2 separate regions of the Hordeum vulgare genome follow, and region 2 is linked to region 1. A link is a contact called in public Hi-C data. All regions are on one chromosome and are shown on one strand. Each heading gives the region's core, a stretch centred on a gene start, on an enhancer-like site or on the middle of the called end of the contact. The rest is flanking DNA. Distances are from core to core; before and after follow the strand shown.

The links. A called contact is a pair of places that touch in the nucleus more often than the background predicts.
Region 2: a contact with region 1 is called in a Hi-C map of leaf, with 5 times the contacts expected there. The contact joins the promoter of LOC123404766 here to the promoter of LOC123401056 in region 1. A contact is called at or near these places in 5 of 6 Hi-C or Micro-C datasets (leaf, seedling and an unstated tissue) and 1 of 1 datasets of contacts at active chromatin or transcription factors (embryo).

Annotation. Positions count from the first base shown.
Region 1 is chr6H:321,632,730-321,635,928 of MorexV3_pseudomolecules_assembly, reverse strand. It overlaps LOC123401056, which reads left to right and starts at 1,844. Exons shown (of 9, transcript XM_045094767.1): 1 at 1,844-2,625; 2 at 2,748-2,885. The coding sequence starts at 1,928.
Region 2 is chr6H:321,787,898-321,791,426 of MorexV3_pseudomolecules_assembly, reverse strand. LOC123404766 reads right to left here and starts at 1,815. Exons shown (of 18, transcript XM_045098710.1): 1 at 1,635-1,815; 2 at 1,463-1,562; 3 at 840-896; 4 at 695-747; 5 at 524-557. The coding sequence starts at 1,708.

The DNA.
Region 1 (3,199 bases), core at 595-3,094:
TTGACATCTTGTTGGCAACAAAGAAGCACATTCGGATTTTGTTGCAGGTTTCTATACATTGGAAGTATTATGTGAGAAATAAGGAAGCACATAGTTGTTTTTTTAAGCGTAAGCACCTACTTCTAGGAAAGAAACAAATTTGTCAAGCTAATTGTGAACATTCGACACAACCTATCTGGAGTTCTGGATTGAAGTACAACACAGAAAGCATTGGTATTTGCGAGCATCAATTTTTGCTATCTCACGTCAAACATGAGTATAAAAAATGGAAGCATGGTTTAAATGCCGGAAACTCTATGAAATGCAGAAGCACGAATATTTATGGGATCATTCCAAATAATTCAACATAATAGAAAGAAGAGATGCCAAACCTGAAAAGTGTAGTTGTACTGCCAATCCATGTGCACGTACAAGCACTTTTGGATAAAAATGAAGTATCAAATGTCTGTAGGATTTTTTTTGCAATAACAACACATGCGAGGCCTATCAGAAGCATACAAATGACAACCTATCGGATCTTCGGCATGCACTCTGCTTCAGATGATTCAGATTGTATATTGTTCAGAAGCATCTATATTGCCATTTGGATGCTGCATAAAAAGAAGCACATGGACATGGTAACTTGGGATGGGAGCATGGAAATTTGAAAAATTAACGAAAATTAATATTATGATAAAGGTCGAGATGCATACAATTATGAAGCATATGCATATTATAGTGTAAAACCGCAAATGGTTAAAAATCATGAACAACAAGGTGTAGTTACATAAATACTAATGAGTGGAAGCATGAATATCCGAAGAAAAAAATCCTAAATGTTGTCTCTTTGCATATGTGAAAACATGTATGCATTGTTTCTCGAAAAAGAATTCACGCATGTGACATGTATTGCTGACATAGATGAGAAATAAAGAGATCATGTAGCAATAGAAACTCTGTACCATAGAAGCACATATACCAAATAGAAAAACATGGATGTTGTGCTACAAGACATGTGTATATCAAAAGCATGCAACTTAGGTTAGAGAAAGCAATAATTTTATATTATCTCGACATATTTAAGATCACTCGTCAACATAAAAAAATGATTTCATAATATGACCCACCTACCGGAGAACATGTGCACATTGAAATTTTGGAGGCACACTACAGAACTAAGAATCACGAACATACTAGTTTGGGTACACGATAAACTTGTATGGAAGCATGGAATTCTGAAATCATGTCAAAAACTAAAATTACCGCCATGATTGAGAATCATATTATTGTGATCTGCATAAGAGATTAACCAAAATTGTCAAATGACATAGCAATCAACACATCAAAGCAAGCATGGAGATACACTCACAAAATTCATCGAAGCAAGCATTGCATCGAAAGTAACGCAAATCAAATCAATACATCAAAAATGAATCATACCTAATTTATGTTACCGCAGTGCAACTTATTTGCCGAGCCAAGGCATAGCAGGGTGGTGTGGTAGGGTTTGATGACGGGCCAGGCTCTGGCGGGGAACTGGACCGGTGACGAGGGTGACGCGATCGACGGTGAAAGTAGCGTTCGACGGAGCAGATAAGGGCGGGACGGCGCACCACCGTGTGCATCACTTGTACCCGTCGGGAGTTGCTGGTGTACAACAGGTTGGTGGCGGAGGTAGCCCACACGGTGATGGAGCTCGGCGATCTCCCGGGATTTCCTGAGATCGGATTAACACGGGTTGTTTGTTTAGAATATAGACCGTGTGATTAAAAGAGTATCAACGGCGCAGGACTCGTGTGAGGAATGTTTTCTATCGGACTACTGCATATAAGTGTTTCGCAAACCTAGCACGTCCTCCACCGCCCCCAGCGATAACAACCACAGCGCACCTTTCGCCCCCAACGAAATCTCCAAACCTAGCACGTCTTCTGCCGCACCTCTCCCCACAATGGCGCAGCTTATCCGAAGTCGCGACCGCGACAACCGACCAAAGCGCCCCTCTCCCCTCCGCTCCCCTCCTCCGACGTCCGGAGGCGACCACCAATCCACGTCCCTATTTCGTCGTCCCGACCAAATTCTTCTTCCCGACGGCCGACGAATCTCTATCTACGAAGATAGGCATGGAGTTCTCGTCACCGATGCCCTCCGCTGGTCGACACGACCCGTCGAAGATGTCTACATGGAAGTCCTCTACGACCTCCAGACGAGTCTTCCCATCGCGGAGCCCGTCCGACGGAGCCACCGCGGCCGAGATGCCCCCCACCCCCCTATCCGATGTATTCTTCCTGACAAGCGAATAATCCATGCCTACAGTGATAGGCACGGGGTTCTTGTCACCGACGACATGGATGGGTCGACACGACGTGTCGAGGATGTCTTCAGGGAAGTCATCTCCGACCTGCCCCACTATCGTCCACCACCCACCTTGGCGAAGAAGCCCGTCCGACGCCACCGCCTCGGTGGCGATCCCCATAACCCCCTTCTTCTCCTATGTCTTCTTCCTGACGACAGAATAATTCATGCCTACAATGATATGTATGGGTTTCTCGTCACCAAAGACACGAAAGGGTTGACACGGCCCGTCCAAGATGTCTTCAGGGAAGTCCTCTACCACCTCTGGATGAGGCCCTGCGATCCTCCACCGCCGTATGTGACCTTTTTTTTGGCAGTGGTTATTCGTTATCCTGTCTTGTCGTGTTTATTGAATCCTGAGCTAACTTGCTTGGTTAGGGGTGTTTATTGAATCCTGAGCTAACTTGCTTGGTTAGGGTTGTTGATGCCGCTGAGGAAGATGAGCCTGCACCTCAACAAACGGTCACTCCAAGCCCTGATCCATCCATATCTCAATTCATCGATGATCTGCTAAACAGAGCTTTTGTTGCCAACAAGCTGAAGCTGGCTCAAAGGTATGCGCTCCATCCGACCTATTTCTGTTAAATTAGCTGCAAGTAACCCATAATAGGCGCCAACTTATAAAAAACATAGATTGTTGATCAGATACCTGACTATAAAACTGTGCATCGATGGACACTTTGATGGGTTTCTAATAAACAGTTTTGCTAGCTAGCTACCATCAATCGATCATCAACGCATTCAAATCTTAGTCGTTTTGTCCATTGACATTTTTAGCCTCAGCCTATACTGCTGTGCCACCACACCATTGGCACTGCCACCGCACCTCACACCAAGGACAGAGAAACAAATCCAATTTGTTATTATA
Region 2 (3,529 bases), core at 566-3,065, 160 kb before region 1:
TCTGCTTCCAAAAAAGAACTCCCTCAAGAGCGTTTTTGATTCTAGTGTAGTGTCAAAACGCTCTTATATTATGGGACGGAGGGAGTAATCAATAGGAGACGGTTATACTTGTCAATCCCAGTCAAATGGTCATTTTGTTTTGCTTATTGAAATGGTTACAGTATGTGATAATCTACTATTTATAAGTACAAAAGGTAAATCACACAACTCCAAATTTTCATCCTATGCATATGCTTTGTGCAAAATACAAAACAAAAATAATATTTCTAGTCAAACATAGAGTAACAGGAAAGAGATGTAGATCTACAATTGAATTCATAATAAACAACTGGTACCAGTAGAACAGCACAGAACGTTCTGGCCACATACTGGGCGGAGAGCAGAATGGAGTTGAAATATGGAAGTATTAGTGGAATCTGAATGGAAGTGTCAGTTGTTCCAGACAGAATGTACTGAATTTCATACACCTCGGGTAGTGAGGCTAAACTGGGAAAATTAAAATTTTGATGCATTTCAATGGTACCTTTTTATCAAATTCCATTGCCGAAACCCCCTCCCTGTTCAAATTAAACGAAATAAGTTTGTTAGCCTATCTAACAAGGACAAGGTGAGCAATTGAACTGTACAAGCTGGTCGTAACACTAGAGATTTTGCAATGAAACACTCCAAGGAAACATAAAAGATAAATGCTGACCTCGCTGGATGGTAACACCCAGCAAAAGTTGAAGCATTAATCATGCGATTCACCTAAAAGGAGCAGAAGTGGTGAACAGATTAGCCAGATAATACACATTGACTCAGCACTACAAAATACAAACCAGCGTACTTATCAGCATTACATATGTCTGGCACCGTTCCTCGCCATGCGTGTAGTACTTGTGTTCAAAGATCCTAGTCTTCTCAGCATAGAAAAAGAAAATTTCACAACATTATTTCCAAAGTTAACACACAACTAAGATACTTGCCCATTTAAAAATCGTAAACTCTGAAACCCAAAGAGGATTCTGCACGGTGTTAGGTATGATTTATCTGAACTAGTCTCTCAACAATATTTCCCCAGTGTCCAGGATGCTATGATAAGCATCTATAAAGGTCGGGAAGTCATCAGCACAAATTCCGAAATTCCTGTAGATAAAGAAAACAGAAGCTGGCAACATCCTGAAAGCATAAAGTCCCAAACCATCTCAATGTTCCAATCTACCATAACCCACCAGAACTCGCTATGAAATGAAAAATGTGCTGAAATTTAAAACAGCAGCTGTAAGTCAGTAACGCTCAAATTACAAGAAAAGTTTAAGCTTTTCATCCCATTAACCTACTCCAACATTGTCCCGTTAGATTTCCTAAGAATGAAATGAAATGTGGATAACTCCATTTCCTATTTCCGACCCCCTACGCCATAATTCCAGTCGGAAACGCGACAACCTGAAATAAAACATCACTCTTTCGAAATTTCTATAACCTCAGCAAGGGAATCTAGGAGGAGGCGGGATTGCCGGTGTCGAAATCTGGCGTCGATGCGGCCGTCCAGCTCCACGGCGATGCGGCTCCACCTGTGCCACCTACGGACCGGAAGGGAGGTCAGAACACCGAGGGGGCGGAACAGGTGGTTGGGAGGGTCCGAGGCGGAGCACCTCCGAGGCGGCGGTTGTAGCGCTTCGGGGCCCTCGTCGGCGGAAGGCGGCGGTGCGACGAGGAACTTGTCCATAGAGCCGCCTGGTTAGGGTTCGAGTTCGACAGCAGAGTGTGGCCTCAAAAAGAGGCCTAACCATCAGCGAGCAAGCACGCTTCGCGCTTTGTGTGTGTCCTAGGAACTGGAGTATTAGAGCATCTCCCGTCGCGCCCCCAAACACTCCCCCACGGTCGCTTCCCGTCCGGACGGGCCCGAGCGCGTCCAGTCGCGCCCCATAGAGCCCTCAAACCCTCAAATCTTAAAAATAACCGCTTTTTTACAGTTTTCGTTCAAAAAACGGCGTAGACTAGAACTCTTAAACCCTTAAACCCGTAAATATTTTTAGAGATCCGACCCTCAAACGTCATCGCAGCCTGTAGAAGTGAGGGTTGGGGGGAGTTTCTCCCCCCAACCTGCACTCCATTTCCTCGCGAGCGCGGGAGGAAGTTTCAGCTTCCTTCCCTCCCTCCGCAGCGCCGCCGCCGCTCCGCTCCGCCGCCCCTCCCTCGATCCGCCGCCGCCGCCCCGCCCTCCGTCGCCTGCGCCCCGCCCTTCGTCGACTGCCCCGTCGGCATCGCGCGGCCGTCCCTCCGCCGCCACGCCCCGCCCCGGCCGCCCTCTGCCGCCGCCGCCCCGGCCGTCCCTCCGCCGCCACGCCCCGGCCGTCCCGCCGCCGCCCCGCCCTCCGCAGCCCGTCCACGCCGGCCCTCCGCAGCGCCTCCGCCTCGGCCGGCCCTCCGCTCCGCCGCCCCGTGCCGGCCGCCCCTCCCAGCGCCGCCGCCCCGTGCCGGCCGCCCCTCCCAGCGCCGCCGCCCCGTCCCGGCCGGCCCTCTGCAGGTTCGAATTTTTGCTTTTTTCTTCATTTTTATATTTTTGCTTTTTTCTTCATTTTTACATTTTTTTCCTTTTTTCTTCATTTTTACATTTTGGCACTCATATTGTAGATGGAGTTGAACAACGCCGACATGGACTCGTTGTCCGATGCGTTGGATTGGTCGTCATCCGACGATTCGGACATTGACGAGTTGTTGCAAGACGACGACGTTGAGATGATGAGCCTCCTCGTCGACGTGCAAGCGTTTGAAGACCGTGTGAAACTTATGGATCAGAGGAGAGGGTCGACGATGGGGCGACTCACCATCTACCGAAACCGTGCTCTCGGACACGAGCATTTGATGCAAGACTACTTCGCGGAGGTACCTACATACCCTGCTCGTCTCTTTCGCAGAAGGTACCGAATGCGTCGTAGTTTGTTTGTGAAGATTGTCAACGATTGTGAGGCTGCCTCCTATTACTTTAAACGTCGTAGATCCGCCGCCGGTATCATGGGGTTTAGTGCATATCAAAAGATATCGGCGGCAATGCGGGTACTCGCTTATGGCATACCCGCGGATTATACCGACGAGTATCTTCGCATTGGAGAAGATACAACCACGGAGTCCGTCCGTAGGTTTGCCAAGTTGGTCATCCGGTTGTATGGTGAGAAGTATCTTCGGGCACCAAACGAGGAAGATACAAAGATATTAATGGAAATGAATGAAAAAAGGGGATGGCCGGGGATGCTTGGTAGTCTTGATTGCATGCATTGGAGGTGGAAAAATTGCCCAAAGGCATGGCATGGAATGTATTGCGGTAAAAGCCGTGATGCTACCATTGTGCTTGAGGTCGTAGCATCGGAGGACACATGGATTTGGCATGCATTCTTTGGGTTGCCGGGAACACTCAATGATATCAATGTCCTCAATAGATCTCCATTGTTCAAAAGATTAATTTCTGGGGATGCTCTAGCTTGCAACTACAAAATCATGAACAATGAGTATTCAATGGGATATTATCTCACCGATGGCATCTATCCCG